Regions from separate parts of the Mus musculus genome. Here region 1 is linked to region 2. The links are chromatin contacts, called in public Hi-C maps. All regions are on one chromosome and are shown on one strand. The core of a region is the stretch at or near the end of the contact, and the rest is flanking DNA. Distances in the headings are between cores, read along the strand shown.

Region 1 (5,165 bases), core at 928-3,427, 450 kb after region 2:
ATAGCTAGCAACCTCTTCTGAGCAAAACACCAAACCCAAGTAGACTGGCAGGGGCCTTGCTTTCTCATGGTAGCCATCTCCTCTATTGCTGGCCAGCTTCTTAATACGGGCACTACTCTGAGGCTCAGGTGAAGGTGTCTAACATTTCATCTCTGGGGTTCGTTCCATATCTAAAGTGGCTACAAATGGAATGTATTTGGAGGTACATTATCCCTAAGGAAAGACCCTGGGGCTCCTGGCAGCATCACACAGGCAGAAATCAATCTCTTTGTAAACCAATTAGAGGTAGCACACATGCTTTTCACTTTGCAGTGGAGCAGTTAAACAGTCTGCTTTGGAAGGAAACATCAGGAAGAATGTTCCTGGATAACTTTACCTCCTCTCTCCCCAGTTTGCTAAGTCTCAGCACCTTAGCAACAGCTTTGCCATGAGGGAGTGTCCAGGCAAGCACAGAAGTATACAGTCCTGAGAGCTGAACCATGGCTAGCTTTAGGCATCTTCCCCTAGAGAGGGAGTTCTACTTCTTCTTTGGCGACTCTGTAACACAACGAACCAGAACTCTAATTGCTAGGATGATTTATGGACTGATATGCATATTAAGTCCCTTCCTTTTTCTACCTGTATTCTAGAAACTGTACACAGAACGTTGGGGGTATCAGCACTGCTGTGGACAAAGGAATGTGCTTCTCTTCCACCTGGAACTTACATAGCCACACCACTTTCAAGGCGGTATTCTCCCCCATAAAGGCTAAGCAGCAGAGTCCTTCCTCCCTAACCCTGAGGAATGACAGTCACTATGGCAAGCACCTTGTGAGTAACACCAACTTTCAGTGAGCTGGGAATGTATGTATGCTGTGCCCTTGAGACCACTGTAGTACAAGAGCTTGCAAGACAGGAGGACAAAACCCAGAGCTCTCTTTTCACCCACTACTACCTAAAGGACAGTCATGAAGGCTCTGAGCAACTACTAGGAAGCAACAAAGGCATTAAGGCCAAAACAGGTGGGGGCAGCTGATCAGTGTCTTGGAGTGGCTGCCAAGAAACCGAGAAGAATATGGCTAGGACCAGCTCTCTGAGAAAGACATCCCTACAGAGACCTTCCATATTTACATGAGACCCCACCCTGCTGTGGAGTTGGCAGCAACCAATTCAGGGCAAGCCAGAGCTATGGTAGGCATGCAGGCCAGCTACAGCATGCTCATAGGAATGTCACAGATGATCTTGCCATGTCATCCTCCTGGAGACTCTCCAGAAGGACACAGAAGAATAGGACTCTTGCCACTAGACCCTGGCTTCTTCAGAGAAATGAGCAGCAGTGGCTGTACTGGGAGCCAGCATTAGGATCCTTTAACCTAATGGCTATTCACCACAGTTCAAGTCACCGCTAGGTTAGCTGAGTTCCCTCCATGTCTTCTCCGGGCCTTGAAAAAAAAATCTCCCTTGCTGCCAAAACTGGCAGTCCATCCGCCTACAAGAAAGTCAGAATCTGCTTGTTTTGTGCAAAGACGCCAAGAAAAGGCGCTTGAAGGATGTCACCAGCTCTTAGAGAAGATGGTGCAAGGAACCCTCTGTCTCCTAACCATCTGTCTGAGGACAAAGTCCACAGAGCCACCCTTAATCCCACCCTAATTTGAGGCATTAGGCTATGAGCAGCCTGGACTACACAGCCTGAGAAAACAGTAACCTATGGTTGATAAGGGAATGACCCAGACCATCCCTCCTCAAACCTCAGCATTTCTCACCCTGCCCCCCCATCTAAGCCCAACTGTGCCTCTATTGCTCTGGACTCAAGCCAAGCTGCCACCAGCAACATCCTCGGAAAGAAGCAAACCACAGCAAGAAGAGGGAGCCCATCCTCCAGCCAGTGCATTACAGGGGCTGGAAGATCTCCTTCTCTGATTCTCAGGGGCACCACTTGGTCTCTTGAACTGCAGCAAGCCTAGGGCAGCCACAACAGGAGAGTAGAGTTAGCAAAATCAAAGGCTAGGAGAGAGGTGGAGAGTCTGCCAGAAGAAAAGGCATCTCTGGCTTCCTAACCAGGTTCAGTGTCTCTAGAATCAGCAGTTACAGACCCACTAAAAGGCATTTGGGCAAGAGGACCCTTGCTCTCCATCCCACTGGGTCTTTTGCAGCATTTCAATCGTCCCCACCAACAAGTGGCCCAGGACTGCCACCTAGTGGACTCTGCTCAATAAGCACGACAGAGAGGGGCCAGACCCGAGAGAGGTTGGGGGTGGATGTACAGCAGTGTGACCTCATTCCCAAGATTCAGTGGGATTCTCCCAAGCTGTGCAATAAGCCAAACTTTTGAGAAAACAGTTACCCAGGAGTCAGAGTGAAAAGCAGAAAGAAGTCAGTTTATGAGTCTGTCCTCCTTCCCAACTTTTCCCAAGAGCAGACAGCAGCTTCCCTGCTCACACCTGCCCTATGGCAGTACAGGAAAGGAAATTCATGGAGTAGGCACACCAATTCCAAATGCCCTTCTATGCTGCTCCTTCCAGAGATTTCAGGACATGAACTTCTTAGAAAATACTTTCCATGGCCATAGGAAGTGGCTCACTGTGGACACAAGAGGTGCTCCCGAGAGGAAGATAGGAACCCAGATCGAGTATGTCTGGTAAAGGGTTGCACAGACCTAGTATACGTCAATGTCCGGGGCCCCTCTGCCTCCCTTTGCTTCCTAGCCAGGATGAGATGAGCAACTTAGCTTTGCCATGTCCTTCCACCTGCCTCCTCACTGCCAGAAATATAGCCAGCTATGAGCAGAGAGTTCTGAAACCATGAGCCCAAGCAAGCGGTACCTCCCTTTCAACTGTATCTCTCAAGTATTCGTCACCGTGGCCAGCACAGTTCCTAATGGCTCCTAGAGAACAGAAGCCACACAGAGTTCAGAACAAGATGAATGTGGGAGTCACTGAGGGTGGGGCAGTGAGGAGGCAACAGCAGAGAGTGAGAATTTCCATCTGTCCCCAACAGCCATGCCTCCCTCCTCCACTGTGACAGAGCTTCAGCTTGACGACAGTTAGACACAATTCCTAAACAGCTTATAGCTGAGAGAGGCCACAGGACCGTCCAGCCAACAGGACATGTCTAGAAATGGTGTGCTCAGTTCTGTTCTTGCTTTTAAACTGGCCGTGATCTCACCAGGCCCCCCTCCCCATCAGGGAGAGCTGGAGCAACCACCTGGAAGCCACACATGCTGAGGCTGGAAACCCTACGAGCCCAGACCACCGAGCTATGGAAAAGGGTGCTGGGTCTTTCTACTTGTGTCACTCACTGTGCTGCTGGGCTCCCAGTCAATATCCTGCCTATCTACTCAGTCCTCCAAGACAATCAGTGTCCTGTCTGATCATCACAACTTTCCCTGGGATGGTGGTGAGCCTCCCACTGATCTTGCCTCCTCCACTCTGAGCCCTCCTCCACCTTGATAAAGACCTACCATAAGCTCCCTCCTATCTCCAACCCTGACTGTCCCCTCTGCTTGAGAAATCTTGTGACTTGAGGACTCCCTTGCTTGCCCCTTTTAAGTCACAGCTTTCTCAGCTTATGACCCCAGGCTTGTCAACGAGTTCTCCTCCTCTGACCTTGACTGCAGTGCTGCCGCTCCTCATCCTCAGACCTCTCCCCCTCCTCCCTCAGTCTAAGTCCTACTGACCCTCAGGCTTGGTCCAAGTGTCAGTTTCTCAGAGAAGCCTCTTGCACACCTCAACCTACATTAGGTCCTTATTGCTACTCTCACTAAGCATTGTCCACCTCACTAGCATCTCTCTTAGCTCAGTTTGTAGCTCAAGAGTGTTTGCTTGTTTGATGTCTGCTTTTCCAAGGGGAGTCTAGGCCACAGCAGAGCAGGTTCTATGTCAATAATGCATGTCCAACACACTAAGACAACAAAGCCCAGATAGACAGCTGCAGCAGAGGAAATAACAGAAATCCATGTGAGGACAGTGAAACTCAATGGACAGATTTGTTGGAAAGATCATAGAGACATCTGAGGAGGCATTCATGGAAGTAGAAGCCAAACTGTCTGAGAAGTGAGATCACAGCTTTACCACCGCACCTCCACCACCCTCCGTGATAAAGGGACAGGAAGAGGAGGGAGGAACCTAGAAGGGCTGCTTAGGAAAGGCTATCGTCTTCAGAAAGGGTACTAAGTATAAAGAATGGGGCTCTGGGGAGGAGGAAGCGACTAGGTCCAGGATCCAACCCAGGTCACTTGAAGGCAAGGTACCTCAGAAGCAAAGACTTAGAAGCTAGGAAGGGGCTAGGGAAAGGTGTGTGTGGCTGGTGTGGCAGAGAGTCTTTGCAATGGGATGCCAGGAAAGGTGATCTTTCTAGACTCTCAAGGTCTCTCACAACCCTCAGGAGCTAGGCCCAGGTGTGGAGGAGCATCTAACTGAAACACCCAGGCTGAACAGTCATATGTGGCAGGCCTAGAGGATAAAACAACATGCAGAAGCAGTTCTCAACACAAACTTGTCAGACAGGAGAAATGCTCAAGGTTAGAACCATTGCAGGCCTTGGAGAAAGCCAGAAAGGAAGTTGGTGGGGCAAGAAGGAGAAAGTGAACACAGTTTCTGACTTGAGATGCAGTCCAGAAAAAGACGCCCCTAGAATGTAGGAAGGCTCAGTGATGGATCTGGAAAGAGAATCAGGAATGCTGTTGTAGAGCCCCCCTGCTGTCCTGGCTATCAGGACCCAGGGGTCACTGTTGTTGAGGGTTTGTCATCCTGTTATCTTCTGTCACAGTAAGAATGGGGGGATCTGTCCCACAGATATCAGCAGTCTAGCAGGCCAACTGGCTCCCATGCAGTACACCCAGAACTGTGAGTCCTGGCTCTGGTCAGAAGGGCTGACACATCACCCCAGCACTTGAAGAGAAATAGGAGGTAAGCAAAGGGGAGAAAGCAAAGAGTTTGGAAGACTGAGTGTGCCTGGGAAAGGAAGCAGCCTGCAGGCCCAAAACCACTGTGTATATTTGGGAAGTCGGGGACCTGAGCAGGAACCCTGGGTCAAACAGCTCAGACAGGGTGCAGGCTTTCCTGCCATCCCTGGCCACCTTGTGTGACCACCACAGGGATGCTATACCTGTGAACAGCCAAGGCCCCTGGGCAACGGAGTGTCACCCTGTAACAGTGGATTAAATAAACTTGTGAGGCAGCAAAGCC
Region 2 (4,548 bases), core at 256-2,755:
TTGTAACAACCAGAAGTTTCTAGAAAAAGGAAACATGCGTAGAGGTGCAGCTGCAAGCTTTCCCACTTGCACATAAGTTCCCCCAAATAATAACTCTGACACTTAGTATATATGAATAAATGCTGAGGCAATGGCATTGGCTCTGTTCCTGACTAGCTCGTATCTGAATAACCCATTTACTCTATGTTCTGCCACGTGGCTGGTTACCTGGTCCTCCATTTCATAGAACCACCATCTTCTATGTCTGGGGTGGATCTTCTCATGCCTGAGTATTTCCCTAGACTTCTCTCTCTGTACTGGAACTTCCACTTTCCTTTTCTCTGCATAGGATAATAGGCCAATAGCACTTTTAATGACAGGTGATGCTTCCATTCAGTATAAGAGATTCTCTCTACAAACAGGCATGACGTAATCTTGAGCCTTCAAATTTAGAGAGGCATTTCCATGCTGCCGCTGATCTGCCACTCCCACTGAGTGACAGCCCCTTCATGTAAGCGTATGTGTTTTTGTGTGTGTGCATGTGGACTCCTCCTTCTGATGCACATAGGGAAGACACACCATATCAAACTCAGTCTCCCTATTGAGTTTCAGACTCAGACTCAGTTTATCTACCAGTAAAATGGGGCTATAACGCCCCAGCCATGGGTTGTCTGGAGAAGCTGAGCAAGACCTGTTCTCACTGTCTGTTTCTCTCCAGACTCAGATGAGCGACCTGGAGAGCAAGGTGATCCCTGTGTGGAACAACAAGACCCAGTGGAAGTAGACGAGCCTAAAGAGTCAGGCCAGCCTGCCAGACCCATTGCTTATGTACGTTCGCAGAGGTCTGAGCCCACAGAGCCCACAGAGCCAGCCGGAGCTGCAGGACGTCATGCTGGTAGAGGAAACGATGAAGAACAAAGAGCTTACCCTGGAAGGCAGAGACGGAGGTGGAGGCAGAGGCAGAGGCAGAGGCAGTGGGCAGAGACAGGCAGCCACTCACAGGCAGCCTTCCAGGAGTGGCAGGAACCCTCTGAGGAACTGGTTCTACAGACATACTTCAGCCACAGTGAAGAAACAGGGGCTGCCATGAACCTGTATCCCACCTTGACTCCAGTAGTCCCTGTGCCAGCAGGGATGGCCCAGTGGCCACCTATAGTTTATGGGTACTGGGCTGCCATGGCTACCTACCCCTATGTTACCTTCATCCCTGTGGCCAACATAGTCCCGTGCTTCATGTCATTCAGGGCCCCCATGTTCTTAGCCTACATCCCTTGGTGACTGGTATCCCTTGGTGCTGGCCCTCCCTGGCTATGTTTGTTTCCCCTGAGGAGGAGGAAAGCTTACAGTTGAAAAGGTTTATTCTTTCTCATAGTTTAGGTTCCAGTTCATCCCAGCCAGGAAACCAGGTACCCAGCACTTACAGCTGGTCTTGACACACCCCAAATCAGAAGCACGAATGCATCCTAGGTCCCCAGATGGCTTTAGATTTGGTGACATTGACAGTTAACACTAACCATTAGACTATTTGTCCCTCCTGGGTTTATTATTTGAAAAAAAATATTTTTATGGTCCAGTGGCCCCTTAACACTTCCCCTTCCCACTTCCTCTCTCTATTCTATTTTTTTAAAAATCTGTCATACAGCCTCAAATGCATGACTCTGGGATCATCCACTAGAGTATGGATAACTAATACTGCAGAAAAATGACTCTATTCTATTTTTTTAAAAATCTGTCATACAGCCTCAAATGCATGACTCTGGGATCATCCACTAGAGTATGGATAACTAATACTGCAGAAAAATGACTCTTCCTCCCTAGCAACCATCATTCACCACCAGCAACTTAGCTGGGGGTGGAGCCTCATGAGCCCCCTCCCCATCCATGCTGCAATGGTGACTGGCTTGAACTTGCAGCATAAGGCTTTCCCAGGAATCTTATACCCTCAGGGAAATGGAGTGATGCTGTACCCCTGAAATCGTGTATTTGTGTATAGAAAGAGCAAGTTACAGAGCTCAGGTGGAATTGGGATGCAAGATTACAGATTTGAACCAACAACGGATGGGACTGAACATCTGATAGCCCCGACTATCACAGAGGGGAGCCAGGAAGGAAGCAAACGGCCCCAGAAGCCGACCCAGCCGTGCCTAGAGCTGGGGAGGATGAGTGTATGTATGTATGAAGTTCTCTGAAGCAGGATATCCTGATGTGGACCCTTATAGTTTGGAGGCAGCAGTAGCTGTTGCTGAATAGTAGTAGTAGTAGTAGTAGTAGTAGTAGTAGTAGTAGTAGTACTAGTTGTTGTTGTTGTTTTTACTATGATATCTTATTGTGTGTATCTGTGTGGGCATGTATGTGGCACAGTCTGTCTATGGAGGTCAGAGGACAACTTGCAGAGACAGCTCTTAATTTTTACCCTGTGCAGACCCGAGCCTTGAACCCAGGCCTGTAGGCTTGGCAGAACGTTTTTACCGGAAGCACTGTCCCACCAGCCCAGGATCCCCAAGTGAGTTGAAAGGCACTAGAAGTTCAGACTAGATTGAAAATGAGTAAGTCAAAGAAAATTGGACAAATTGAACAAAAGGCACGGGGGTTTATGAAAGGAAACAAAGAGAGTGAGCCACATTTAAAACACCGAGTAAGAGGCTGGGCGATAGTGGCGCACACCTTTAATCCCAGCACTTGTGAGGCAGAGGCAGGTGGATCTTTGTTAATTCTATGCCAACCTGGTCTGCAGAGTTACATGATGAGACCTGTCTCAACAGAAGGCTAAGTGTGGAATAGTTTGGTAATAATAGCCTTTTGGCCTCAGTGAGAATATTTTAAATGTCTTCTTCTTCTTTTTTTTTTTTTAATTATCATTAATGGGAATTTCCTGTCAGTTTTCTCATGGATGTCTCTGATCAAGTTAAAATAGTTCCTGTCTTCAGTACTCCTAAAGGTGAATTATAAATTGGATTTTGTATTTATGAAGTTTGTATTTGTTTCTAAGAAAAATGTCCAAGAAGAGTTTTTATCATGAATCTTTGTATGTGTGTGTGTGTGTGTAGTTAACTATCCTTTTAAATAAATCCTCCTCTTGGGCTTTGGTTGTACAAAATTCTTTTTGTAAAATTTCATAAATTAGCAATGCAAAAGCAAAATGTGTTTAGAAAAGCTGTCCTCCTGAAGTTATGGAAGACAGTAGGTTTGGTTTCCTCCTGCCTGCTAATTTCCTGTAGCTGTAGAAGCCTGCTCAACATGTGTGTGCTCTGAAGTCTCTGCTGTATTTTGATTTCCCATACATACAGCACTCTGTCCATGTTAGTCACTTGTTTCTTGTTGCTGAGATCAAATGCCTGACAAGAAGCTACTTAAGGAAGGGGCTATCTTGGCTCAGTTTGAGGGAATACATTCTATGATGATGGGGAGGTTAAGTGGGAGAGGCCGGGTCACATTGCACCTGGCAGTCAGAGGTCAGACAGGAAGTGGGGCTGGACTACAAAACCACAAACCTCATCCCTAGCGACTCACTTTGCCCTCCAGAAAGTTCACAACCTTTCATTTTCAAGTAGCACCAGTACAAACACAGGAGCCTCCTGAGGACACCTATATCCAAACCACAGCACCATCTCTCAGAATCATCCAGAACCAAGCTCGGGGACCAGACAGGTGTCATAGGTGTGGTAGGTACATTGGGAACTGTCCCTTTGCACCCCATAGCTCCTCCATCTGACCTTGAAAGCAGTGGGAAGCACAGTGGGCAGATCTGTGGGGTTCTCTGATTTGTGAGCCTAAAGGATGTCACCTCAGGACCCCTCCACCTGCACTTCCTGTCCTCATACAGCAATCTCCACACACATAAGTTCTGGCTGTGCCATTTCTAAGGCATTCCCATGGCCACAAGGCCTCATCACACTTCTACACAGATCTTTTTGGTTTTAGATACAGTTTTTCTGTGTTGACCTGGCTGTCTTGGAACTCACTTTGTAGACCAGGCTGGCCTCCAACCCACAAGAGATCCACCCGACCTTGTTTCCCAACTGCTGGGATTAAAGGCATGCACCACCGTGTCCCAGTTTACACACATATCTTAAGGACCAGCCTGCTTTTGTGGTTTTTGTTGTTTGTTTTTAAGTTTATAAAATAACTTATCAAACTTAGATCCCTGTGTCAAATGGTATGGTCTATTTTATTTTAATAGATGCTAAGATACTGCATCCAGATTAGTTCTCACACAATGCCAGCTTATGGTGTGAGGCGTCGTTGCTGGCAGGCCATGCTGGGGCTCTGGAATTTTTGGCAATATCTTAGATAAAAACTCGTTATTTTATTTTTGTTCTAATTAGAATTGCCTCGGCTATTAATAAGGTTCCATATCTTTTTATTTTTGTTTATCTACCTGTTTAATTTGCTGGCTCGCCTCATTTCTTTGTTCCAGGTCAGCATATCTCCTCTGCACATGCTCTGTGGGGTGCCATTCCTTTGTCTCCTCCTTTGGGAGCATTACTGTTAGAAGCAGCAAACTTGGGGGTTTCTGCTCACACCACCTTCCTCTTCCTTTCCCAGGCTGCCTTGTGCTGTGGGACTCAG

What was found. A called contact is a pair of places that touch in the nucleus more often than the background predicts.
Region 1: a Hi-C map of bone marrow-derived macrophages shows a contact between it and region 2, with 25 read pairs. The contact joins two enhancer-like sites. A contact is called at or near these places in 8 of 39 promoter capture datasets (the 3T3-L1 cell line, the C10 cell line, HPC-7-derived erythroid cells and 5 more), 1 of 15 datasets of contacts at CTCF or cohesin (pro-B cells), 2 of 484 Hi-C or Micro-C datasets (bone marrow-derived macrophages and large pre-B cells), 2 of 115 datasets of contacts at active chromatin or transcription factors (the 230-238 cell line and large pre-B cells) and 1 of 9 other capture datasets (embryonic stem cells).

The regions. Positions count from the first base shown.
Region 1 is chr6:89,551,319-89,556,483 of GRCm38.p6, forward strand. All of the region lies in intron 4 of Chchd6 (coiled-coil-helix-coiled-coil-helix domain containing 6), which reads right to left. Among named protein-coding and RNA genes, the nearest start is that of Chchd6, 42 kb to the right of the region's middle. Within about 2 kb of position 2,178, at least 38 of the 459 cell types and tissues checked have an H3K27ac peak or open chromatin away from gene starts, as enhancers often do. A contact at or near this core is called in bone marrow-derived macrophages and pro-B cells, where this site is marked.
Region 2 is chr6:89,106,971-89,111,518 of GRCm38.p6, forward strand. It overlaps 4933427D06Rik (RIKEN cDNA 4933427D06 gene), which reads left to right. Exons shown (of 4, transcript NR_134978.1): 4 at 698-3,069. Among named protein-coding and RNA genes, the nearest start is that of 4933427D06Rik, 13 kb to the left of the region's middle. Within about 2 kb of position 1,506, at least 6 of the 459 cell types and tissues checked have an H3K27ac peak or open chromatin away from gene starts, as enhancers often do. A contact at or near this core is called in bone marrow-derived macrophages and pro-B cells, where this site is marked.